Regions from separate parts of the Sus scrofa genome. Here regions 1, 2 and 4 are each linked to region 3. A link is a contact called in public HiChIP or PLAC-seq data. All regions are on one chromosome and are shown on one strand. The core of a region is the stretch at or near the end of the contact, and the rest is flanking DNA. Distances in the headings are between cores, read along the strand shown.

Evidence for each region. HiChIP or PLAC-seq counts read pairs in DNA pulled down with a chosen protein or histone mark.
Region 1: an H3K27ac HiChIP or PLAC-seq map of skeletal muscle shows a contact between it and region 3. The contact joins two enhancer-like sites. A contact is called at or near these places in 15 of 47 Hi-C or Micro-C datasets (alveolar macrophages, blood, embryonic fibroblasts and 7 more) and 1 of 2 datasets of contacts at active chromatin or transcription factors (skeletal muscle).
Region 2: a contact with region 3 is called in an H3K27ac HiChIP or PLAC-seq map of skeletal muscle. The contact joins two enhancer-like sites. A contact is called at or near these places in 3 of 47 Hi-C or Micro-C datasets (embryonic fibroblasts, omental adipose tissue and skeletal muscle) and 1 of 2 datasets of contacts at active chromatin or transcription factors (skeletal muscle).
Region 4: an H3K27ac HiChIP or PLAC-seq map of skeletal muscle shows a contact between it and region 3. The contact joins the promoter of NIFK here to the enhancer-like site in region 3. A contact is called at or near these places in 1 of 5 promoter capture datasets (fetal liver), 6 of 47 Hi-C or Micro-C datasets (blood, epiblast stem cells, liver and 2 more) and 1 of 2 datasets of contacts at active chromatin or transcription factors (skeletal muscle).

Annotation. Positions count from the first base shown.
Region 1 is chr15:29,737,938-29,745,146 of Sscrofa11.1, reverse strand. No RefSeq gene overlaps it. Among named protein-coding and RNA genes, the nearest start is that of NIFK, 21 kb to the right of the region's middle. Within about 2 kb of position 4,911, at least 14 of the 83 cell types and tissues checked have an H3K27ac peak or open chromatin away from gene starts, as enhancers often do. A contact at or near this core is called in liver and skeletal muscle, where this site is marked.
Region 2 is chr15:29,766,488-29,773,030 of Sscrofa11.1, reverse strand. No RefSeq gene overlaps it. Among named protein-coding and RNA genes, the nearest start is that of CLASP1, 13 kb to the left of the region's middle. Within about 2 kb of position 2,455, at least 1 of the 83 cell types and tissues checked has an H3K27ac peak or open chromatin away from gene starts, as enhancers often do. A contact at or near this core is called in skeletal muscle, where this site is marked.
Region 3 is chr15:29,844,163-29,850,478 of Sscrofa11.1, reverse strand. All of the region lies in intron 3 of CLASP1 (CLIP-associating protein 1), which reads right to left. Among named protein-coding and RNA genes, the nearest start is that of CLASP1, 65 kb to the right of the region's middle. Within about 2 kb of position 3,823, at least 19 of the 83 cell types and tissues checked have an H3K27ac peak or open chromatin away from gene starts, as enhancers often do. A contact at or near this core is called in fetal liver, liver and skeletal muscle, where this site is marked.
Region 4 is chr15:29,717,510-29,723,937 of Sscrofa11.1, reverse strand. It overlaps NIFK (nucleolar protein interacting with the FHA domain of MKI67), which reads right to left and starts at 2,988. Exons shown (of 7, transcript NM_001101827.1): 1 at 2,830-2,988; 2 at 1,196-1,333. The coding sequence starts at 2,934.

The sequences.
Region 1 (7,209 bases), core at 3,662-6,161, 110 kb after region 3:
ACGGCCGGATCGTTAACCCACTGAGCAAGGGCAGGGACCGAAGCCGCAACCTCATGGTTCTTAGTCGGATACGTTAACCACTGCACCACGACGGGAACTTCAATTTTTTTTTAAAAAAAAGATCCATTGAGGGGAAAATAAAGGGAAGCTACAATGCACTAGAAAGAAGAAATTTTTATTTTTTAAAATTTAATTTAATTTTTTATTTTTTGCTTTTTAGAGCTGTATCCTCAGCATATGGAACGTCCCAGGCGAGTTGGTCAAATTGGAGCTGCAACTGCCAGCCTAGCAACAAGGGATCCGAGCTGTAGCTGTGACCCCACAGCTTGTGGCAATGCTGGATTCTTAACCCACTGAGCAAGGCCAGGGATTGAACCCGCATCCTCATGGATACTGCATCGGGTTCTTAACCTGTTGAGCCACAACGGGAACTCCAAAATAAATTCTTTTTTCAGGGCCCCACCCACGGCACACGAAGTTCCCAGGCTAGGGATCAAATTGGAGCTGCAGCTGCCAACCTGCACCACAGCCACAGCCACAAGGGATCCGAGCTGTGTCTGTGACCTACACCACAGCTCGTGGCAACGCTGGATCCTTAGTCCACTGAGAGAGGCCAGGGATCGAACCCACATCCTTAATGGATTCTAGCTGGGTTTGTTACCACTGAGCCACAATGGGAACTCCCAGAACAAATTTTTAATTTGTTCTGAAAACATGGTTTTTTGAAGTAAAAACAAATAACCTTGCCACTGGCCCCTATAGTTCACTTAAAGGACCTGCCTGCTGAATGTGTGTGGGGTCCTTACAACATCAGAGAAAGGACTTGTTCTGGCAGGAGCCATGAAGCAAACCCAACAGTTTGCACAAATGACTTTATGGCCTCCCACCCCCAGGCTGTTAAACCAAGGGTCAGCGTCCCTGCTGGCTGATGGGACATTCCTCACTGACACATACCTGCTCCGTGATTTGCTGGCCACTTTTTCCATCTAGCAGGCAGCTGTGGGTAATGTTTAACCAGGAAAAGAGGGGCAAATTATTTAAGACATGTTTACAATGCATGCGGGAGGTGGGGGGGCTCCCCCACAGATCACACTTGGGGGGGGGTGGCAAAAGTAACTATGGTCTTCCTTGCATAGTACTAGCAAAACAGGTGTCAAGCACTCCCCGCAGGCTTCCCAGAGCCCCTGTCTTCAGCTTGCTGAGACTTTTGGAAGCTACACCTGTTCACATGAGGACCTCAGGAGGGAAGGAAGGTTTCTATTTCCCGAATTCACTGGGGCCACAGGAATGTCCTTCAGCCCCTGCAGCGCCAGCGCTGGGCCATGTCAGCCTGACTGGACCAGGGATGTATTGGGACGTCTGCTTCTTTCCCAGCAGGGCTCTCAAGCTGCTCTCTGGCAGTAGAATTTCCAGTGCTGCTTGTTCTGATAAGACTTGACCCTTTCAAGATGGTATTTGTTTCAAATCTGTCAGTTTTTCAAAAATCTGTTACTTGAAACAACACGATCCTAGAGCACAGAGAACTCTACCCAATATCTTGTAATAACATATAAAGGAAAGAGTCTGGGAGTTCCTGCTGTGGCTCAGCGAGTTAAGGACCCGACACAGTCTCCGTGAGGATGTGGGTTCAATCCCTGGATTTGATCAGTGGGTTCAAGATCTGGTATTTCCACAAACTGTGGTGTAGGCCACAGATGGGGCCGGATTCTGCACTGCTGTAGCTGTGGTACAGGCTGGCAGCTGCAGCTCCAATTTGACTTCTAGCCTGGAAAGTTCCACATGCCATAGGTTCAGCTGTAAAAAGAAAAAGAAAAAAAAAAAAAAAGAAAGAAAGAGAAAAGAGTCTGAAAAAGAATAGATATATAGGAGTTCCTGTTGTGGCACAGCGGAAACAAATCTGACCAGTATCCATGAGGATGTGGGTTTGATCCCTGCCCTCGCTCAGCGGGTTAAGGATCCAGCATTGCTGTGAGCTGTGGTGCAGGTTGCAGAATTGGCTTCAATCTGGCATTGCTGGAGCTGTGATGTAGGCCAGCAGCTGCAACTCAAATTCAAACCCTAGCCTGGGAACTTCTATATGCCTCAGGAGTGGCCCAAAAAAGAAAAGAAAGAAAAAAGACAACCTTCTCCTTTGCTCTCCTCCTTCCCAGTGAGCTGAGGCATTTCTCCCATTTTCACTGTCATTAGTCACCCATGTTCCTGGGCACCTGTCCTGTGCTACTGGCTGCTGGGTGTGGAAGAGGAGGTGGGGGTGGGCACACAAAGACCTAGTCCCAGGGAGAGGGACAAGTGAGTGGTCACTCCGGTGGGGTGTCCCTTGCTCCTCACAGCTCACACTCTCTGACCTGTGACAGTGATCGGGGACTGGGGAGCCCCGGTGAGGGGGTGCATTTACATCGAAGCTGAGAGAGCAGAGGCCCAGGTGGCTAGGGCCCCAAGGGCAGCTGGGCAAGCGGCCAGGCTTGCTTTCCAGTGAGCATCTGAGCATCCATGGTGGACACAAAGGAGACTCTAGAACTGAGGGCCAGAAAGGCCTCATAGACTGGCCACCTTAGTGCCTAACTTCCTCCCCTGATCCAAACGCCCAGCCTTAGAGAGGAGAAAGGGCTGGACCGTGGTCACGAGTGAGTTCCTGCACGGCCAGAGAGGGCCCCCATCACCCCCCCATCATCCCCCCATCACCTCTCCTATCAGCCCCCATCACCACCCCACCCCATCCATCACCTCCATCACCATCCCCCCATCCCCACCCTATCACCCCCCCAACTCCCATCACCATCCTCATCACCACCCCCATCACACACACAAACACCATCCCCACATCACCATCCCCATCATCCCCTGGCCAGGCTTTACCCAATATCTACCGATTTCATTCCCTGGGAGGGAAGAAAATTAATCCATTGAGAGAGGAAATAAAAGGCAATGACTTGGGTCCACAGAGTGCCATTTCCAAAACAGGAAGATGAGTTACTGAGAAATATTTCCATTGGACAAATAGAGGACAAAAGAAGATACTAAGTAGCGAATATTGACTGGGAAATAACCCTGTGCTGGGAGCTAAGATGGAGATGATTGGGGTGGAGGGGCACATGAAGGGGCACCTACAGCAGCGTGGGCCCCTGGCACTGAGGGTTTGCATGTCGCTGATGTGGCTGGTATCACAGTTTGTGGAATCTGAGATACCCATGGATTGGAAGACACTCCTTTTCCTTCTGTTTTTGGCCGAGCCCTTGGCTTGTAGAAGTTCCCGGGCCAGAGATGGAACCTGTGCCATAGCAGTGACAATGCCAGATCCTTAACCGGCTGTGCCACCAGGGAACTCCAACAAATATGTTTCGAATGGGTTAAAGAAACAAATTTGATGTACCAGCATTGTTTCCATCACTGGGGTGTAAATGGAGCAGTCAAAGCTCCTGCCCTTAGGAATGTGGGTGGTTGGGGTGGGCTGGGGAGACAGAGGTAAACGAGAATAAGAGGAAACAGACAACGAAAGGGAAGCAAACGGGGTCTCTCTCTTCAAGGGACCGATTGGACGACTTCCTTGGGGGCAGCACCCCACGGGGATGAGGCAGAACACTTCTCCAGGGGAAGGACACGGCTGGTGAGTTGAGTGAGGTGAGCATATGAATAGGACCAGACAGACTGACTTTTCACTTGGTACCTCTCAGAACCATTCCAATTTTGTACCTTGTGCATGTATTACCTATTTAGGCAATAACTTAAATTGAAAAACTAACAGGAAACAGTCACCAGAAAATCATAAATTATGAACCATGCCTTTTATATGGCGGAATCTCTGTTAACATCAAATCAGATAACTGGCCATGTAGAAATTTGCAAGGTAGGAAACACAATTTACACTTACTAAAAGATTTGTTTGTTGCTTTTATTAGACCAGGCATGCATCAGTAGTATTTTTATTTATTTATTTTTTCGTCTTTTGTCTTTTTAGGGCCACACCCGAGGCATATGGAGGTTCCCTGGCTAGGGGTCTAATCGGAGCTGTAGCTGCTGGCCTACACCACAGCCATGGCAATGCCAGATCTAAGCCACGTCTGTGACCTACACCACAGCTCACGGCAATGCTGGATCCTTACCCACTGAGCAGGGCCAGGGATCGAACCCACAACCTGATGGTTCCTAGTCAGATTTGTTTCTGCTGCACCACGACGGGAACTCCATCAGTAGTGTTTTCTATTCTTTTGGCCATGCCTGCAGCATGTGGAAGTTCTCTGGGCCAGGGATTGAACCTGTGCCATAGCAGTGACTGTGCCAGATCCTTAGCTTGCTCTACTACCAGGGAAGTCTTATTTTTTAAAAAAGCTAATTAGAGGAGGAGTTCCCACCGTGGTGCAATGTGATCAGTGGTGTCTTGGGAGCTCTGGGATGCAGGATTGATCCTCAGCCCAGCACAGTGGGTTAAGGATCAAGTGTTCCCACAACTGTAACTTAGGTCACAACTGTGGCTTGGATTTGATCCCAGGCACTCCACATGCCTCAAGGCAGCCAGAAAAACAAACAAACAAAAAACCAAAAAAAGCTAATTAGAGAAGTTCCCCGGTGGCCCAGTGGGTTAAGGATCTGGTGTTGTCACTGCTGTGGCTTAGGTCACTATGGATTCAATCCATGGCCAGGGAACTTCTGCATGCTCTGGATGCAGCCAAAAAGAAAAAAGTTAATTAGAGAAAATCCAAAACATTTATCATCTACCTAAGTGTTAAAGCAGAAATAGAAGAAAAACTGACACCTTCCTTCAGAAGAAAACATTGTCTGTTATTGTCTTGCATCCCTCTTGGCCAAAAACCCATCTGAGTAGTTTCTTGGAGGAATACTTAGGATCGTTTCCTTGGTTCCTCTTGCAAACGTTGTGCTCCCCCTCCACCGCCAGTGCTGCAGCGCTTCCCCCAAGAGAGCTGCCAGGGAACAGCAGCTTTACTTGGGGCACATTTGCTGCGGAAACTATGTTTGGCAAGTATCGAATGTCTGCGCTTCTTTTCCTGGGCCTCCTAGGGTTGACAGCACTTATTTATAACAGGGGAGATTCTAAACTTGGCCTCTTATCAGCACAGAAAAGTAACTTCCACATCACCGCCACAGATCCATTTCCTTCTTTCTGTCAGCACAAACAGAAGCAGAGCAGGCCGCCCAGATCCTGGGTAAGTGGGTAAGCAATTTAATTCTAAAACAGACTGCTTTCCGGAACAGGACAAATTTGTAGATCAGCATGTGAAATCTTCTGTTACTGCATCAATGGGACAGTAACTCTCCACCCAAGTGAAGCCCTAACTTCCCAAACAATTATATTTTTTGTTTCTGAGCAGAAAATGGCCAGAAATATGTCACCTACGTATCAATTGAAAAATAATCCCAAGTGTTGAGATTTACTAATTGAAACAGAAAAATGCCCCCAAACCTAAGTCCAGTGTTTCCTTTGCTTATAATTCGGACCTCATGAATAACAAATAAAACTAAATGAGCACAAACTCAACATTGTAAATCAACTGTATATCAATAAAAATTTAAAAAAAAATGAGCATAGGGAGTGGAAAGTAGGCAATACTCTGGGGGTTCTCTTGCGGTGTGGTGAGTGACCCAGCATTGTCACTGCAGTGGCTGGTGTCACTGCTGTGATGCAGGTTCAGTCCCTGGCCCTGGAATTTCCACGTGCCAAAAAAGGAAAAAGAAAATACTCTGAATATTATGAACTAAAGACTGTGATTATTTATTAATTTTAATGTTTTGGCCACACCCATAGCATGTGGAAGTTCCCAGGCCAAGGATCACACCTGTGCCACAGCAGTGACCCAAGCTGCTACACTGGATCCTTGACCCGCTGAGCCACGAAGGGAATTCACAAATTTAGTGTTGATAAATTTGATAAATAAAGCCAAGTTCTCTTGTATGAGCTTTTCTTTTTAAATCCAGTCACCAAATTCTAATATACACTGGGGAACACCAAATTAGAAAACCACTGGCCCATAATTAGTGTACAATTATCCTAAGTAGTACTTATTCATAACCACACACGATTTTATAAGTTAAAAACCTTCACGGTTCACGTCATCAGTATGTTGTATTACTGGTGATCAGAAATCCTTTGGCAAATATGTTTTTAACAATAACCGGTTACCCAAAGGACCGTTATTAAGCACCCAGTTGCTTATTTCACAGTGGCAGTTTCTGCCCTATAGTTGTGTAGAAATTGGTGCTCTGTTTATATGTGTAGTGTGTATAAAATTATGCTGCTCAGGAAGGTCTTTTTGTTTATAGGGCTGCACCTGCTGCACATGGAAGTTCCCAGGCTAGGGGTCGAATCGGACTGCAGCTGCCAGCCTGCACCACAGCCCACAGCATCTTGGGATAGGAGTCATGCCTGCAACCTACACCACAGCTCATGGCAATGCAGGTTCCTTAAGTCACTGAGGGAGGCCAGGGATCAAAACCACGTCCTCATGGATACTAGTCAGATTCGTTTCCACTGCGCCACAATGGGAGGTCCTTTTTAAAAAAAATGTTAACTTTAGGATATAAATCCCTTTTAACAATTTTGAATTTTTGCCAGTCTCAGTGAATGTCGTGAGTTGTTGATTTTCAGTGCCTGAGTTCTACTGCCACCTAGTGTTAGGCTGCCGTCATTACTTCAAAACTGAGCTCATAAGAATAGCTCATTTGCATGCAATGTCCCCGGCCTGATGTCCCAGCGCTCCTTTTCTGCCCCCATTTCAAAGTCACCAGGTCCTCTCAGCACAAGGCTTTTGCATCTTAACATTTTTTCACTGTCACTAACAGTCTAGATTTCAATCCCACCCCTGTTGGGAGGAAATCTAATGGTTGAGTCAGCTCACTTGGCTCACTGTATACTATCCCATGGCAAGTCCACTCCTTGAGTCCTCAGGACTTCAGTCTCATCAGATAGTAACAGTAGTGTCTACTTCATAGGCTGCTCTGATTAAATGAGCTAATATACTGCAAGTGCTTACAGCAATATCTGACACATGCAAATATTTAACAAATATTCATTATCATACCTTGCAAGTCCTTAATGGTAATCAAAAATAGTCTCTATTACTTTCCATTTTATGGTCAGAATGCAGAAATTGGGTTCCATGTGACAATTTGTGTGGATTGTTTTGAGGTCTATTCTGGATAAAAAGTCCTTTGCAAATATTTTTATCCAGGCTGTAGTTTTTTTCACTTAAAAAAATT
Region 2 (6,543 bases), core at 1,206-3,705, 76 kb after region 3:
GCTGGCCTATACCACAGCTCAGAGCAATGCCAGATCCTTAACCCACTGATCGAGGCCAGGGATTGAACCTTCATCCTCATGGATACCTATCAGGTTCGTTACCACTGAGCCATAATAGGAACTCCAGAATGCTTTATTCTGATTCAGATTTAAATTTTTCAGGAAAACCACCTCATACATTCATCAGGAGGCATATCATTTCCAATGGTCTCTTTTTGTGAAGTTGGCAGTCATTGCTGACCATTGCCTAGGCTCACTGTCGCAATTGGGTAGTCCAGCTGAAGGCCAAGTAACTAAGGCAGAGTAACTGGGCTCCCATTGATCGAGAGGACGTAGGGTGTTTTGGAAGTTCTCTTTTGATGACCAATATGCCACAGTGTCTTTAGAACCTGTTGAGTCAGGGAATGAGATCTACTACCAATTCTGCCACAAACTGGCTGGGCATCATCCCTCTCTGGGCCTCAGTTTTCCTCTCTGTATAATGGGGCCATAAGCTATGTAGGACTGCTCCAGTTTCTTGCTATTCTAACATTCTCTGATTTAACATTTCAGTAGTGGACCTAATCTCTACCAAATATCACTTGAGTGGGTTGAAAAGGATCTGCTGACATAATGTTCTTCTCTCATACCAAGCATGTTCATTTCAAAGCCAGGGTTTATGAATCATTAAATCCAGTCCTGAGAGTTCCCGTTGTGGCTCAAGCAATAACAAGCCCAACTAGTATCCCTGAGGATGGGAATTCAATCCCTGGCTTTGTTCGGTGAGTTAAAGGATCTGGCGTTGTCGTGAGCTGTGGTGTAGGTCACAGATGAGGCTCGGATCCCACATTGCTGAGGCTGTGGTGTAGGCCAGCAACTGAAACTCCAATTCGACCCCTAGCCTGGGAAACTCCATATGCCATGGGTGCAGCCCTAAAAAGAAAAAAAAAACAAATCCAGTCCTGTATATAATAAATGGGTTAAAAGCACTGGGAGAGCAGGGAGATTGTTCTGAAAGCTTTGGTTCCTGGATGCTAGTTCTGGCTCTGCTTACTCTCAGCTGGTCACATTTTTTCTCAGGAGCCAATTCACAGTGTAAAAGATTGTGCTTGGAGCCTCTAAGGCCCTACCACCTTTACGATTGTATGCCTTTTCTTGATTTTTTCCCGCAATTTTGAGGATGACATTTTTTATTAGTATCTTCAGCTCTACCTCTTGGTATCTACTTTCTGGTTATGTTTTACTTAGATTGCTAGGTGCCTAGGTATTAGCTCATGTAGGAAGTTCAGCTTGGGCATAGAAAATGTTCTGCAGGAGTTCCCGTCATGGCGCAGTAGAAACGAATCCAACTAGGAACCGTGAGGTTCCACGTTCGATCCCTGGACTCGCTCAGAGAGTTAAGGATCCGGTGTTGCCACGAGCTGTGGTGTAGGTTGCAGATGTGGCTCAGGTCTGATGTTGTTGCTGTGGCTCTGGCAGAGGCAGGCATCTGTAGCTCCAATTGGACCCCTAGCCTGGGAATCTCCATATGCCACAGGTGTGGCCCTAAATAGCAAAAAAGAAATACAGACAGAAGACTGAAAAAAAGAAAGAAAATGTTCTGCAAGCAAATACATCAAAATATTAGCAAATGCCTGCTGTATAGCACTGGGAACTATGTCTCGTCACTTGTGATGGAGCATAATAATGTGAGAAAAAAGAATCTATACATGTATGTGTAACCAGGTCCCCATGCTGTACAGTAGAAAGTTGACAGAACACTGTAAACCATCTAAAATGAAAAAAAAATTTTTTTTAAATATTAGCAAATGATTATCTCTGGGTCATAAAAATTTTTGGCAAGCATTTTTCTCCTTTTTTCTTTTTTGGCTACCCCAAGGCACATGGAGTTCCCAGGCCAGGGATCATATCTGAGCTGCTGTTGCATCCTACACCGCAGCTGCAGCAACTGCTAATCTTTTAATCCACTGTGTTGGGCCAAGAATCAAATCTTTGTCCTGGTGCTGCAGAGATGCTGCTGATCCCCTTGTGCCACAGCAGGAACTCCAGTCATTTTTTAAATGTATGACTGTATTCTTCAAACATATATTTTTGTAAATTTTAACAACTTCTTAAAGGATTTGGTAGCATGCCCTAACAAACAGAAATCACTAAAGTCTGGGTGAGAAGATTTCTTTCTCTTCCTATGACTCAGGAAATATCTTCTAATCCAGGTTAGCCTAAATACTTTAGTAATAAGTACTTACATCTAATTGGATAGCTTTACTTCATCTTCTTCAAGAATCTCAGTGAAGAAGAAAATATTTTATATCTCTAGAACTAAAATTCAAGAAGAACAGCAACAAGATAGTCTATCCACATGGGCATCACAGCCCCCATGGAACCTGGATTTGCACTGCTCAGGACACAGTAGTCCCTTTGCTAGAGAAGTGGTGTGTGTTACAGAAATGTGCAGGCAAAGGCGGGTGTGTCTTTTGCATGTGATAAAAATAGGAGATGAGAAACAAGTTTGCTAAATCACGTTGGCAACCACTCCCTGGAGTGCAATTACATTCATTACCTGACTTACAAGTAAGTATCACCCGCTGAAGATAGTATAGGTGTCTGGCGCGCCTCTCATGGGCTTCCTCACCTGGCCAGGTGTTCTGCTACTGGGGTGCCCCTCTGGAAACACTACTGTGGCTGCTGGCATAGAAGTGATAGGGTCAGGGATGCACCCCTAGCTGTCAACTCACTGCATGATCCAGACAAGCCACTTAACCTAGTCACAAGCTCCAAAGTCACTCCATCTTTAATGGAGAGGACAGTTCCAGTTTCCAGTGTTGTCACAAGTGGTGTAATTTATATTACAAAAACCTACTTCTGGGTAACAAAGGTGGCATGAAAGTCGGGTTTCTAACTGCAAGAAGCATGACAAATCCAGGAGGTTCTATGGGCAGCTCTGATGCCAAACACGTGATTGAATAGTCCTTTAAGCTTTACCTGTTGCCCAGTGTGTCTGAATCCGGATCTATTCAGGCTTTTTGCGGACCATTCCTCACCCCCTTTATAAGGATAAAAAGCAAATTCCAAAAAGCAGCCCATAATAGAGTTTAAGTTTTAGGCTTTCCTTTGGAGTTGCCATCAGTGAGGTCTCTCAAGTAACATCGGACTGTGCCAAATTACAGTGGCCCAACCTACCCATCCAAATGCAAAGAGCCAATTAGAGGCTTTCAAAATCAGGAGTTCCTGTTGTGCCTCAGCGGGTTAAGAACCTGACACAGTGACCGTGAGAATGCAGGTTTGATCCCTGGCCTTGCTCAGTGGGTTAAGGATCCAGCATTGCCGTGAGCTGTGGTGTAGTTCACAGATCCAGCTTGGATCCACCGGTGTTGCTGTAGCTGTGGTGTAGGCCAGTAGCTGCAGCTCTGTTTCAGTTCCTAGCTTGGGAATTTCCCTATGCCATGGCGACAGCCATAAAAAGAAAAAAATCATAAGCAATGAGGCCCTGGTGGAAGATAAAATGAGAAAAAAATGTATAAATATGTATGACTGGGTCACTTTACTCTACAGAAGTTGACGAAATACTGTAAATCAACTCTAGTAGAAAAAAACATTTTTAAGAAAAAAATCAAATAAAAAAATAAATTTAAAAAAATTAAAAAGTAAAATAAAATAAAAATTTTAAGAAAGAAAAAAATCAAATGAAAGGGCAATTTGCTTTCCTTTATACATCATCTGAGAGACTCTCCATAGCCAGAATTTGATGTGCCCCTGGGTGAGCATTGCTGGCAATTACTCTATAGTAATTACAACAATAGAACATAAAGGGGGCCACTTAGCAGGTGTGGGTGAGTCAAAGAAAGCTAAGGAGGGAGTTCTGGTTGTGGCTCAGCAGGTTAAGAACCAGACTAGCATCCATGAGGATGCGGGTTTGATCCCTGTCCTCAGTGGGTTAAGGATCCAGAGTTGTGTGAGCTGTAGTTTTGGTCGCAGATGCAGCTCGGTTCCCGAGTTGCTGTGGCTGTGGTGTAGGCCGGCAGCTGCAGCTCCAGTTGGACCCCTGGTCTAGGTAACTCCATGTGCTGTGGATTCGGTCCTAAAAAGTGAAAAAATTTAAAAAGTTAAAAAATTAAAAGGTACATGAGGCCCTAAGAAATCAGCAAGTTTTTTAGTTCCCTGATGCCTCAGTGAATTAATGCTCTGGCGTTGTCACTGCTACAGCTCAGGTTGCTGCTATGGCATGGGTTCAATCCCTGGTCTGGAAAATTCCACATGCAGGCAAGAAAAAGAAAAAAGTAAAAATTTTTTTTTTTTTTTTTTTTTTGTCTTTTTAGGGCCACACCCCTGGCGTATGGAAGCTCCCAGGCTAGGGGGTGAATCAGAGCTGCAACTGCCAGCCTACACCACAGCCACAGCAACGCCAGATCTGAGCCGCATCCCAGACCTACACCACAGCTCACGGCAACGATGGATCCTTAACCCACTGAGTGAGGCCAGGGATCGAATCCGAATCCTCATGGATGCTAGTCGGGTTCGTTAACCTCTGAGCCACGACGGGAACTCCCAAATTTTTAAATTAAGTGTAAGGTTCGTATTTGGCCTATTTCCTACCTAGTCTTATTTATTTAGAGTTTCCTATTCCTGAATGAAATTCTCTTTCCTTCAGGGGCTTCTAGTAACTCAAATCCTTTCTCTTCTTTTCAGACAATCTCCTTTAATTCATGCCATGTTTTTCAGTTTTCCTTATTGCTTCCTCTAATTTCGTAAATGAACAATAGCCTACATGGTATGTCTGATCACTGTGACCAAACCAATGTTCTCAAATGTATTTTGATTTTACGGATCCCCCAAATTTGCCTTTGCTCACACAAGACTTAGCTACAGAACTCCGCTAGCACAGTCTTCTCCCATGAACTTGGCTGTGCTGCCTTTCTCGACGTCACTTGCCACACTGCACTGGCATCTTGAGTCATCTGGGATCACGGACCCTCCCTGCTTTTAACTGTGTGATAGTTAACCTCCACTTGCCAGTCTGCTCTCGTCTGAATTCCAACACCAAGTAAATTCAACTGACCTTAGTTGCTTTCAACCTGTAATTCCTGACAGCAGCAGGTTGTTGCCAACTTTTGAAACTAACAGGTCTGACTAGAAGCTGACCTACCTTACACCCAATAAACTTAATATTTTATGTTTATGCAAATTCAAAGGTAAGATGATACCATTCTTATCAGTGGTTCCTCTTTGTCCGTGGATAACTCAATATCTCAATTTAGAGGAAAAGTATTCGTACCACACCTCAGAAAATAAATTAGATTCCACTTAGTGACAAGCAGGTGGCAAGCAGGACATTTTTGCAGCCAAGAGGCAACCCACCACTTTAGGGAATTTACTAGCTGATTATTGGTGTAAATTACAAAGATGATGCTAGTCTGTTTCTAGGTGAGCAGCCAAGACACTTGCCTAATAGCAGGTAGGTAAACTCCTTGACTCTGTGCTTTCGACTTGGGCCTATGAAAAATGGAGCATCCCTAATATTTGTCCAGAGATGTGAGCGCACCAGCATTTATCCAACCAGCTTGATGGAAATGATAGAAGAGAGACGTTTCACAGCCAAGAAAACTTTTTTTGGCCATGCCTGCAGCATATAGAAGTCCCTGGGCCAGGGATTGAGTCCATACCACAGCAGTGATAACATCGGATCCTTAACCTTCTGAGCCACCAGGGAATGCCAAAGTTTGCTGATTTCATGTAGCTTTCATGGGAACTCCCAGAGCCAAGGAATTTTTTGACAGAGCCTCACATTCTGCCTTAGAATCATGAAAAGTTAGATCAAGAAGTTACCTTAGAGATTATTTCACACACCTCCTTTGTCTGTGAGGAAAGCAAAGCCAAAGCAGTTAAGAAATCGGCCTTGGGTCTTGCAGTGCTGGTCAGACAGGAATTCAGAGCTGGCTGGTCCTGGCTCCATTTCATTCATTGCAAAGTTGGCTGAAGAGTACATGTGACAGCCCACATTTTAAACATGTTCCAGTAGGTATCCTATGTCCAGCACATGAATGGTCATTCCTCTAATTATTAGGCAAACAGGTTGAAATATTTGGAAAGAAAAACACTGGCTATGAAATGGGGAGAAATTCCTGTACAGACTTGCAAACAGGAAGCAAGTCCTTGGCTTCCCTGAGACAAAGGACAGTCTTAGTCCTGAAGTCAAAGTTAAAATTGATTGTGTCACCTGGCTAAGAGCAAGCAACACTTTTTGCTTTTTAAAAAATTATTTATTTATTGGAGTTCCTGTTGTGGCCCAGTGGTTAACGAATCTGACTAGCATTCATGAGCATGCAGGATCGATCCCTGGCCACAGGCAGAAAAAGAGATCCACATTGCCAGTGAACACATGGAAAGAACTCAGCCCCTGAGGAAACACAAATTAACCTTAGTTGCACAGCGGAAATGAATCCAACTAGGAACCATGAAGTTGTGGGTTCAATCCCTGGCCTCACTCAGTGGGTTAGGGATCAGGCTTTGCTGTGAGCTGTGGTATAGGTTGCAGACAGCTCAGATTTGGTGTTGCTGTGGCTGTGG
Region 3 (6,316 bases), core at 2,574-5,073:
CACCTGTCTGCTCGCTGAAGCCTGGAAGGGAAGTGGGGGCGCAGAGACAGGTGAGTGAAAGTCCTCAGGGAGAAGGCGCAGCACACAAAGAGAGAAGGCTGAGGCTGGAACCCTGATGAATCCCAGGACTTGCCAGGGTGGGAGGGGGAGGCACCCACGGAGTAGATGAAAAAGAGTTGCTAGAAGCAAAGACTTCAGAAAAGCCAGTGAAGGAGAGAGAGTCACAGGTGAGGCTGGATCAGGTAAAAAGTCATATGAGACCAAGGCACCAAGGACTGTGGATCTGGCGATTCCTAAGTCCACACAAAATCTCATGGGAGGAGAAGGGGTGAGACGTGTGAGAGGGGCTGTCGGGGATGTCAGGTGGGGACCGAATGGAGGAAGCTCAGAGGATGCCCTCAGAGCTAGCACGTGGCCTTGAACCAGGCCTTGAGCACGTTTGGTTCTCCCCTACAGCTCTCGGCTTCTCCTGCATCCTGCCTTTCACTGATTTATCTAGTCACCCAGCAAAGTACAAAAACTCCAAAGCTGAGTCAGGCTAGAAGGCGACAGAGTTGCTCTAACACCGAGCCCTTTTCCCTCGACTCTGTGAAAACTCAAGTGTTAAGAACACTGAACAGCTCGTCCAAACCCTTCCTTGCAGGCAGATACGACTGGGAAACTTTTCCCTTTGGGAGTGACCCCAAAGTCTTCAATTATTTACTAGGGGATCAAACACAAGCACAGAAACACAAAAGGCAAGCTCCGCTTAGGCTGGGCTTTGGTCCTCTGGGATGGTGCTCTGGGCTCAGGTTTTGTTTTAAGCTCTGCCTCTCGAGGATGCACTGGGTACAGGGAATCCTCTCTGCCTTTGTCTGACTGGGCTCTGTCAGAGTCTGGAAAGGGCGTCCCCAGCCCCTCCTAGGTCTCAATTCCTCGATCGGCTGCAAAATGACTGCTTGCTGATTTACTGCAAGTGCCTACATCACACTGAGAAAAGAGGCAGGTGAAAGCAGGGTGATGTTACCAGAGGACCAGTAACAGTTTAGAGGGGAGGCAGGAAGAACCAGCAGAAACCGCACCGGTGGGTCGAGCCCCGCCCCCGACCCCACTTCCATTCCAGAAGTTCATTCATGCTTTCAAACACACAACGCATGGTGGCCTTGCCAAAAAATAAAAAATTACACACACCTACACACTTAATGAATTCACTCGGGAAAAATAAGCCAACTTGTTCTAGTGAAGAAAGCTTAAAGGCAGGACAGAGAAATCAAAATAATTTCTTCTAATTTCCAGCTGCTTAGAAAACAAAAAAGGCCTGGGAGCAGGGGATGAACCCTCAGCCCCGGGGCAGTTGGCTTCTTTTGCACCAGCTCCTACTCAAATCGCCTTCAAACCTAGTTCAACTTGTAGATGTAGGCGGGACCACACTTGGGGGACACAAAGCAGACAGGGCACGGGATGAAGATGAAAGTTCACCATGGGATCACTTCAAATGAGGGACCCACTGCCTGGTCAGGCACTGATGAGAACCAAAGGCAAGAGAGAAGCTGGCATTTATCCATTCTTCTACAAATGCTCTATTAGGGCTCACATTCTCTTCTAAGACTCTGGCCACTCTCACCTCTCCAGCCTAGCCCCAGAGGAGCTCTTGTCATGATGTTGCAGTGGGCTGACTTCTCTGACCTTCTCCCCAGCTCAGAACCACTGCAGAGGACTTCCTGAAGGTTTTAGGCAGAAGGGACCTTGCACGCTATCCAAGCTTGGCTCCCCCACCTCAGTGACAGCCTGGCCTGGGCGGGGGGGCCTCACACCCAAGCCTAAGGGCTCCAAAGGCCAGCTCTTTCTATGGCACTGTGTCTTCTCCCCAGGCTGGAGGCAGGTGCCCAAGGGAACATCCTTATCTGCCCTGACTCCTGACAACCCACCCAAATGACAGTACAGAAGATTCAGTCCAAAACAGCTTTGAGAAGCAGGGGGCAGGAGAAACTCAAGGGGCCGTGAGTCAAGGAAAATTTTCCCCATTCACAACTCCAGGAGAAGAGAGAGGAGGCTGCACCCCTGCAAACTGCTCCAAGGGGCTCTGCCAGGGACAGAAGTTCATCCACCTGGACCCTGGATATGTCCTGAGCCCCGAGGGCAGCCGTGTGGAGGGAGAGACAAGGAGTGGAAGGCAGGGTTCACAGGGAGCTGCGGGGGAAGGGGGCCTACAAGCGGCCATGCTGGACCCCTTGCATGGGGCTCGTGCCCGTGACAATGCTGTAACAAGTGCTTACCTATCTGCCCTCACCACCTCACCAAATAATTTCTCACCCACAATGCATAAAACTGGGCTTTAATGGGGGTGCTGTCACAGTGACACCAGACAATGGGCACAAAAAGACTGGCTCCCCCACACTGCTGGGGGGAGTGTAAATACAGCCACTATAGAGGACAGTAAGGCTAAACATAGAACTACCATACGATCCAGCAATCCCACTCCTGGGCATCTATCCAGAGACACCCATAATTCAAAAAGATTCATGCATCCTGTGTTCACTACAGAACTATTCACGATAGCCAAGACTCAGAAACAACCTACATGTCCATCAGCAGAGGAATGGATAAAGATGTGATACATACATACAATGGAGTATTACTCAGCCATAAAATAGAATGAAATAATGCCACTGGTAGCAACATGGATGGACCTAGAGATTATCGTGCTAAGTGAAGTCAGACAATGACAAACATCATTTGATATCACTTATATGTAGAATCTTTAAAAGTGATACAAATGAACTTATTTACAAAACAGAAAGAGACTCACAGGCTTTAAAAACAACTTTTGGTTAATGGAGGGGAAGTGCTGGGGGAGGGATGGACTGAGAGTTTGGGACTGGCATGTGTACAGTATTGTATGGAATGGAAGGTCAACAGGGGACCTGCTGTATAGCACAGGGAACTCGGTTCAATATTCTGTGGTAACCTCCATGGAAAAAGGACCTGAAAAAATGGATGTGTGCATATGTGTAACTGAATTGCTTTGTTGTACAGCAGAAATTATCACAATACTGTAAATCGACTGTACTTCAATAAAACTTTAAAAGTGGGGGAAAGAAAAAAAAAAAAAAACAGTGATACCAGGCAACAGGTACAAAGGGAGACTGGCTCAGGCTGAAAGGACGCAGGGTCTCCCCAGGCAGGCGTCCTTCAAGGTAGGACCTGTGCCCGATGCTGCTCCATATCCCCAAGCCACACAGGCTCTCAGTAAATGCTGGCTCAACAACTGGCATGCCCGCCCTCTGCAGCAATTCTAACCGTGGCCGAAGCCCTGGGCATATTGTTCCTAAGGGGCCGCCTTGTGGTGACCTCCAGGGCACCAGCACAGCCACCAGGCGCCCTCCTAAAGAAGCAAAAAGCTCTCGTTGATCTCTGAAATAAAGCTTCTCTCCACATGCACAGCCAACCAACACTCTGCGCTAGAGCCGTGTCCCCTGAGCTCACTGTGACCTTCCCCACTCACCCTGTCCTGGCCGAGGGCCCAGAGCCTGCAGGGCCGCCCCTCCCCTCCCCTGCCCATGTAACTCTCTGGCTCAGCCTTCGTAAGCAGGGGACCTGCACACTCTGGCTGGACATGTACAGCAACACTGGGGTCGAGATGCACAAAGAATAGATATCTAAACTTGCTGCAATTCCTTCTCTCCCACAGGGAAGGTTCTGAACAAGGGCCCTGAGCTCTGTCTCTTTTCTGAAGAGAAAACGCCCAGAAAACAGAGAGTGAAGGATTCCTACAGGGGAGTTTCTGGGAAGGTCAGAAACCAGCCTGCGGGAAGAGCCATCAGCACCAGGCTCCCGGCCTTCGCGTCTCTGTAGATTGACAGCTGGGAGTCCTATTAATGGATCTGCAGCACCCTTCTTAGATTTCACTGGTTTAATCCAAGCTACCAAATAATTCTAATGAAACCAGCCCATTAACTATTCAGGTGCCTCGGAAGCAACTGTTTCAAGGTCCTTCCACAAAGCAGGGCAGGGTGGGGAGAAACAAGAGAAATGGGGAGAAAACGAGTGGAGTCTTTGGCCAGACCTCAAAGGCCCTCGAATTTCTTGGGCCCTATTATCAGATCACACGCTAGGGTATAATTTGAGTTCTCATTGTTGTAAATGCTGGAACTACTTTATGAACAACACAGTTGCAGTGCATTGTAGCATGTTCTGTGTTGCACTATAGTCAATGTTAAAAGGACCAGTCCATCAAGTATAAACATTTAATGGAAATGACCTGGGCCTCTCTTTTTCTGAAAGGCTCTGATTGCCCGTGGAACTAGGATAGAGAACTACAAAGATATGGTTCACAAGCAGAATGCCTCAGGTGTCTGCACACAGGACATGCTTATTAGCGCAGGGAGAGTCAAAGTTCTGAAACCACAGGCACTGCAGAGCCGGTGAATTCAATTTGTTACCTCAAGGGCTTCATGTGTGCAAAGCACAAGCTCAAGTTTAACTTACTCTCTGATGCCACCACAAAGCCTGGGGAGAATATCCACGTTCCAATGCCAAGTGCTCAAACTCCTCCCAGCTCTCCCCCAATGCTCCAAGAATCCACTCGCAACCTTATCACCGCTCATCTCACTGAACTGTTCCCTGGTGACCTCCTATTCGATCCCAAGTCAGCTTAGACAGAAGTATAACTGTTTAACTTTCCAAAGGGCAGCTCAGAACACTGTAGAAGCCTGCTCAAAAACTTTAAATGCTTCCCCACAGCCTGGGGAAAAACCAGCTTGACCACCCTGGCGTGGCATTCATGCCCTCCGAGGTCCAGCCCTGCCTATCCTTCTAAGAACCACTGTGCTGGTGAAGAGTCTGGGTTCTGAACCAGTAGCTGGGTCTCAGGCCAGATGGATCGCTTCACCCACTGCAGGGGAGTCACAACAGTAACGACACAACAGCTGGGAGGATGGAGTGAAATGATCCACCGAGAAGAGCTCAGCACAGGCCTGGGGCAGCTCCTGCCTGGCAGACGGCAGCTCCAGGCATCATCCCCAGCCTCCTTCATGCCCTGAACACTGCTCCAGTGCTGCCGGGGGCCAGTCCTGTGCTCAGTGCCGCCTGGTTCCCAAGGAGAACCAAGCCGAGGCCTCCAGTGCCTGGGAGGCAGCATTGGCTTCCAAGACCAACTTGTCACAGTGGAACCTTCCAGCCCGCTCTGGTCAGCTGTGCTTCTACTGCCACTGCTCACTTTTCACCTGTTCAAATCCTGGTCTTTCAGGACCAGCCCAGCTTTTGCAGCCTCCTCCCATAGGAGGGGGTTCTGGGCCCAGGCTGTCTGTGGCACCTCTGCTAACTGGCCAGCTATACCATCCGACACAAGGTCCTCGGGCGCAAACCACGTCCACTCTGCTGGAAATCACCTGTTCAGAGACCAGAGTATAATTTTCTCTCCTCAGCAACTGGCACATCTCTTGTTCTCAAAAACAAATTTGCGAAGTGGGCAAATAAATCTGTAACCCACTCACCCTGTCATCATCCTCTGATTAAGCCAAGGAACCAAAGAGAAACCTGGATTATAAAGAGATATTAAGAAAGAAAAGAAATGCTTCAGAGGCCCATGAACACCAAGAGTTCAATATCTGGGCTAAGACCATGACAATGGCGGATCCTTAACCCTCTCGCCACCAGGGAACTCCCACAATGTCTCTTTCTTTATGTGACCACCTTTGTCTTCTTAGATGGGGCTGGAAAACTGGAAAATGAATGGATAAACTTCTAAAGACCTGCAGGCTCTTTTTAAGGCTTTTTCTTAGTATGAAATGTTCACTGAAAGCCAGGAGCGGGAGAGGCCCAGTATGGAAGGGTCTACACACTTGCCCATGATGAACAGGCTCTGAGGTTCACGGACCAAAGGCAATGGGGCAGAAGGTGGGTGGGGTGGGGGTGGGGGGTTGCTCACGAAGCCCAGCCCAAGTACTAAAGTACTGTCTCCACCCAGCAGGGTCAGAAGTCCCACATCCCTCCCTGTGCACCCCAGGGCAGTTGTGACCAAGTCACCACTAGTGACTCACACTGGGCCAGTCCAATCAGATAATCTGAGGACCCTGAGAAACCTCAAAATGCCGTTGATGCCAGGGGAGGAACAGGCTGTGTTCTAGACAGGTGAAGGCCAAATGTGAGCTCAGGCAAAGACAGCCTGGCGCTAAGCAAGTCACAGGCCCACAGGCAAGTCCACCTGGACAGAGGTTTTTCCGGGTACCTGAGAGCTGCTACCAAATGTCTGAACTTCCCCTTCAGTTCATGGAAACCTCCTAAAAGTAGCAGACATGTCTATTACAGAGAAGGTTCTGGAACTGAGCCTTCCTTC
Region 4 (6,428 bases), core at 1,739-4,238, 130 kb after region 3:
ACCACAGCCACATCAGATCCGAGTCGTCATTCTTAACCCACTGAGCAAGGTCAGGGATTGAACCTGCGTCCTCATGGATGCTAGTCAGATTTGTTTCTGTAGAGCCAGGACAGGAACTCCCAAACATAAAATTTAACTTTGATCTGTTACAACTCAAGTGGAAAGTGTGGAAAAACTGTAACAAGAAAAAAAGATTCCAAGAACAAGAGCTCTATGGTTACAGCCAATAAGTGAGTGTGGGGAAAGAAAATAAAGTGGGCCTCCCCTCCCTACTGAAACAAACAACACAATCAGTTCTTTATCAGGACAGGTGAAGGTATGATACAAAAATAACATTATATAGGAGTTCCCATAGTGGCTCAGTGGAAATGAATCTGACTAGGAGCCATGAGGTTTTGGGTTTGATCCCTGGCCTCACTCAGTGGGATAAGGATCTGGTGTCGCTGTTAACTGTAACGTGGTCGAAGATGTAGCTCGGATCCTGCATTGCTGTGGCTGGGGCCGGCAGCTGTAGCTCTGAATTGACCTCTAGCCTGGGAACCGCCATATGCCGCTAGTATGACCTCAAAAAAAAAAAAAAAAAAAACCAAACAAACCAGCAAAAAACCTCCCCAAAACAACATTATATAGTACTTTGTGGCTCAGACACTGTTCTAAGAACCTTCAGTCATTACCCCATTTAATCTTTGCTCAGATACTCCTAAGATGTCAGTGCTATTTTGTTTCTATCTTACAAATCAGAAAACTGAAGTATGAGAGTATAAATAACTTGTCCAAAGCCACACAGTTGGTTAACTGTGGAGCCAGGCCTCACACCTATGTAGCCTTGCTCCATCCTTACTCTAACGATGCACCTGACCAACCTTCGCTATCAGAGGCTTTTACAAAGGGACTATGAACCAGCTCCTCAAACTGAAGTTCATGTACATGGGGCTTAGTAGTCACAGCACAAATATGACTCACTTATTAGGACAGTCAATTTAATTTGAGGACTTAAGGCAATCACTTTTTTTTTTTTGTAAACAGTAAAACATTAACAGGAATAGTGATTTTGCTCTCACAGCTGTTTCAGGTTCTAGTTCTCGCTCCACCCCTTTCTAGAGGGAGCGATAATAAGGAACATGCTCCATACACTGTCAAGGGTGATATTCTTTTGGAAAATGAAACAACTTATCTCAATCCAAAAAAAACTTACCTTTTTACTCCTGGACAGTCTCAATCTTGTAACAGTGCCAAACTGGGAGAAATATGCTCGGATCTGGGTTTCATATAGCGATGGAGGTAAGTGGCCCACATAGATTACTCCAGGAGTAAGTTTTTGTTTCTCTGGTTGCTGAAGACATCAAGACCAGGCAAATATTTTTTTAAATAAGAAACAACAACACATTGCAACAAATCCTGTGAAAACTCCCTGCTTTCAGTCTAAGACAACAGATAAGAACCTACCCTGCATCTCCACTTAGCACAACAGAATATAAAAATTAACTGTTTAATGTCCATCTCCCCACAAAGACAATTGTCAAGCAGGAGACTGTCTTCTCAGCGTCCCCATTCCAGGCCCCCAAAGTCAATGCTCAGTAAGTATACGGTGAATCAATGGTTTGAACGCATTATTCAAAATCTTCTGGCCTAAGAACTCCACATAAGTACAGTTTTGCAGATCATCGTTTAATTCGTACTCACCTAAGTCAACTATTTTAAGACGTTAGTTAACAGTACCTCCAACATACCCTTGTTTTCTATAATAAGGACTTTTAAGTTTTCCGGGAATGCATTTTATGCTAAAACCTTTGGGAAACAGAACTTTATGTCAGGGCCCCTAGTCGTAAGCAAATGAAGCCTGGCAAAAATTGTCTCTTAAGGATTCCAAAACCATGGACCTGGCAACCGAACCTCCCCAATTTGGGGATGAAACCATGTACCAGACCCTAAATCTTTGTGTTTTGAAATAAACGGCCTTTCCTTTAGTCTCCCAGGCCTCCCCTCAGTCTCAAAAGGCTGACTCGAGAGTTAATGATTAGAAAATACTGTTACAGCTAAAACCTAGTTAAAACAGTCTCCATTATGTTGTGTCCTGCCTTGGTCTGCTAACTTATTACTAATGTTTACTTTCTAATCAGAGTTATATTGCACCTAATGTTTTCTTTTATAATTGAAACACTCTTCTGACACCCCTTCCCCTTAAGCAGTCTTTATTCCAGAGAGAAGGTCAAGGGACGATAACCCTGAAGACAACCAGAAACCATCACCAAACCGACTGACTCCGGATTTGACTACTTTGAAATGATCTATGGATTAAGAATAACATAGACATCTTAATCAATAATCCTGTCTTCCGAGCTAAACCTATAAAACCCCTTGCTATCCCCTCTCAAGTCAGGACATAGCTTTGAGGCATTAGCCTGCCGTGTCCTCCTTTGCCTGGCAAAGCAATAAAACTGTTCTTTCTCTTCCTCAAAACTCCGACTCCCAAACTAGTGCCAGTGAACAGAGGCCACATTTTCCCTACAGGGGCAGAGCCAAAGAACGCTCTTTCGGATCTGGGGCTGATCTGCGGTACAAGGGGCGCTCCCATCGGCTGGCCTCCTCTTTTCCATCGTCACCCCAACACCCACCCCTTCATTTTTCGGTCCTCTCGGGAAAACCTCGGTCTCCTGGGGTCGGGGTCTCCTGGGGTCGGGGTCTCCTGGGGTCGGAGTCTCCTGGGGTCGGGGCCTCCAGGGTGACCCTGCTGAGGCACAGGCGTGGGGCTGCCGAGACGCGCTGGGCAGAAGGCCCAGGGCGCGCCAGCCGCCTCCTCTCGCGGTTGGGGCCGCGCAGGCCACTCACCTTGGTTGCGCGACGGCGAGCCAGCGCTACCTTCTTCTGGAACTTAGCATCTTCTTGCGGATTCAGGGACAAGAGCGGCCCAACCTGGGCAGCGAGAGCCGCCATTAAGCCTGCTACCGGGCTAACCAAATCCACGCGGAGCTCCCGGAAATGCGAGTCCTGTAGGGTTCCAAAGCGGAAGTGAGGGCGGGGCCTGGGCGCGACGCGGCGCGGCAGGGGGTGGGGCCTGGGCGGGGCGCGGGGAGGGTCCAGCGAGCTCCGGCGTCCCCTGCCTCAACAGCCGCTGACCTCACTCTAACACCTGCCAGCTCCCCAAAATTGCTGTGAATAGCTTGTTAGCGTTTCCTCTATGGCCCTCACATTTCAAGGGCCAGGGTTGGGATAAAAACCAACTCCAGGGAGTTCCCATTGTGCCTCAGCAGGTTAAGAACCCGACTAGCATCCATGAAGGTGTGGGTTCCACCGCTGGCCTCGCTCACTGGGATAAGGTTCTAGCATTGCCGTGAGCTGTAGTGTAGGTCACAGATGCAGCTCAGATCTGGTGTTGCTGTGGCTGTGGTGTAAGCCGGGCAGCTGCAGCTTTCATTTGACCCCTAGACAATCGACTCCAGAAATTCTCTGGTGTCTCAGCGGGTTGGCTCAGGGCAGGTAGCTGCTGCAGTTTCTATCCCTGGCCAGGGAACTTCCTCCAGTCCTGAGCGCAGTCAAAAACCAAAACCAAAAACGAAACCAACCCCAAAACAATACTCGTGCCCTTGAGGTCTTGCTAACCATTAATTCTTTTCTATTTATCTTCTTTCTTTTTGCTGTTTAGGGCTGCACCCTCAGCATAGTTCTCAGGCTACAGGTTGAATCGGAGCTGCAACTACCCGCCTACATCACAGCCATAGCAACTCCACATACCACAGCTCCTGGCAACGCAGGATCCTTAACCCAGTGAGCAACGCCAGGGATGGAACCCACATCCTCATGGATACTAGTCGGATTCGTTACCACTGAGTCACAATGGTAACTCCCCTATTTTCCTTTTTCACTTGTTTTTTGAGCTCTTATTGTGCGTCCCTCTGCTGCTGCCTTTGGGGAACTTAGAGCTTGGGGGGAGGGGCAGATAAAGGACGTCTGAGGGTGGGTCTGGTGCTATGTGAGATACTGAAGAGATTGGGGGAGAGGCATCCTGGGTGGCAAGGAGGGCCTCCGGAGGAGGTAGCTTTGAGCTGAGACCTGAAGGCATGGGGAGCAGGCATGGAGGTCTTAGGCTGGAAAGAAGGGACCAGCCATTGTGGCTGGAGCTCAGCAAGGGGTGAGGACCAAGGGTGCAGGTGGGAGCTCCAGGGCTCTGCTTGTCAAGGTTGAAAGCTTGGGTTTTATTGTAAATGCAGGGGAATGGGAGGGTTTTATGGAAGGCTGTGGTTGTTCATACCTTTCAAATAACTCCACTAGTTAGGGTGGCAGGTGGACTGAAGAAACAGGGAGTCAAGGCTACAGTAGTAGTCCATGCCAGCCAGTATGGGAGACAGAGGTGGCAGATTGCCCAATGAAAACAAATGCACTACCTAAAATTTGGGTATTACGTTTTCTCCTTCCGATTTTTCTTGTAGAGGGCAGAGGCTTCTTGGGTAGAACAATTTTTCACTGGACTGTGTGTCCCACTCTGCCTTGGCACCCTGTCTCCAGCACCTGATGTCAGCACCACCCTTCTCCCCCCAAGTCACTTAACAACCAAATGCCTCCAGACACTTCTACAGACCTGAGTGTGTGGCTGCGTGTGCTCAATGAATGTCTCTCCTTTCTTTTGCCCCCACTGACCACCCACCATGCCACCCCTCTGTGGGAACTCAATAGTGGCATGTCTTTCCTATGGGGCCACCATCACCACCTATGCACTGGAGCCCCTGGCAGGGGATGGGGTAGGTAGCATGGTGAGGGCTGATGTCAGAGCTTCAGGGTAAGGCAGGGTGTGCTGAGTATCTAGGGAGCTGGGTCTTGGGAACAGAAGACTCTGAGAGGTGGGGCTGAGGTGCCTACCCAGCCCTGCTCGCCTTCCTCCTCTTCTCCTCCTTTTCCATCCATTGTGCCTGGTCCCTGAGGGGTCATCCAACCTTCCAGCTATGAGTCAGCATGCTCAGCCCTGCCTGGCTGACCCTTGCTCAGTCACAGGGCTTTTGGGCTGAAAGGGACAATTTTAGGGGAAGTGGAGAGAAAGTGTCATTTGTTTCATTAGTCTCAATAGTGCAGCCTCAGGACATGTCACCTGACAACTAAAAATTCCGCCTGTATTCAGTTTAGGGCCACAGGACCTGAAGTTGGGAGGGAAATTTTCTTTCTCTGTCCTTCTCTGTGACTATCACCTTGGCCACATCTTGCCCTGTGCCAGGTCTAACTTCATGCACAACCCCGAATCTAGACCCTGAGTGTGGCAATGACCTTGGCAAAGCGGGGGGGGGCGGGGGGGGGGCTCCTGGAGGGATGGGGGTGGGGAGAGTGGAGAGGGGTAGCTGCTCATAGGGTTCACTGCCCTTCAAGGAAACTTGTAGAAGTGTACCACCTATAACAGAGTCTTCAGTACTATTAAATGAGTCATATTTTCACCCTTAAATGAGCCCAGAATGTCTACAGTGTTAACATTCACACTCAGGAGAGTGCAGCCAAGTGGCCAGGGGGATGGAGATGAGTTCAGTTTCTCTAGAAAGAGATTTGGCAAAATCTGTCAAGGACTTTAAAAATAGGACTTATTGGAGTTCCCACTGTGGCTCTATGGGCTAAGAACCTTACTAGTATCCATGAGCATGTAGCTTCAATCCAGTGGGTTAAGTATCTGGCATCGCCTTGACCTTTGGTGTAAGTCACAGATGTGGCTTGGATCCTGTGTTGCTGTTGCTGTGGCGAAGGCAGGGAACTTCATATGCCTCAGGTGTATCCCTAAAAAGACAAAAACAAGCCAACAAAAAAAGAAGACTGGTGGAAATTCCTGCTGTGGCACAAGAGGATCCGTGACATCTCTGCAGCGCCAGGATGCAGGTTCAGTCCCTGGTGCAGTGCAGTGGGTTAAATGATCCAGTGTTGCTGCAGGTGCAACATAGGCCAAAACTGTGCCTTGGATCTTCTCCCTGGCCCAGGAACACCATATACCTTGGGGCAGCCAAAAAAAGAAAAAAAAAAAAGGACTTATCAAAGCAATGATCTTATCATTTAAAAAATTCTAATTTTTTCTTTTTTGTTGTAGTCGACTTACAATAATTTCAAGTATACAATTTAGTAATATTTTTATAGATTATACTCCATATAATGTTGTTATACAATATTGGCTATTTCACTGTGCTGTACATTACATTCCTGTTACTTGTCTATTTTATACCTTGTGGTTTGAACCTCTTAATCTCTGACCCAATTTGCTCCTCCCCCCATTAGTCCATTACTCTGTGTCTGTGGAACTGCTGCTGCCTTGCTATATTTAATCGTTTGCTTTATTTTTTAGATTCCTCATAAAAGTGAAAACATACAAGAGTTACCATGGTGGCTCAGCATTAATGAATCTGACTACTATACATGATTTGATCCTTGGCCTCGTTCAGTGGGTTAAGGATCTGGTGTTGCCGTGA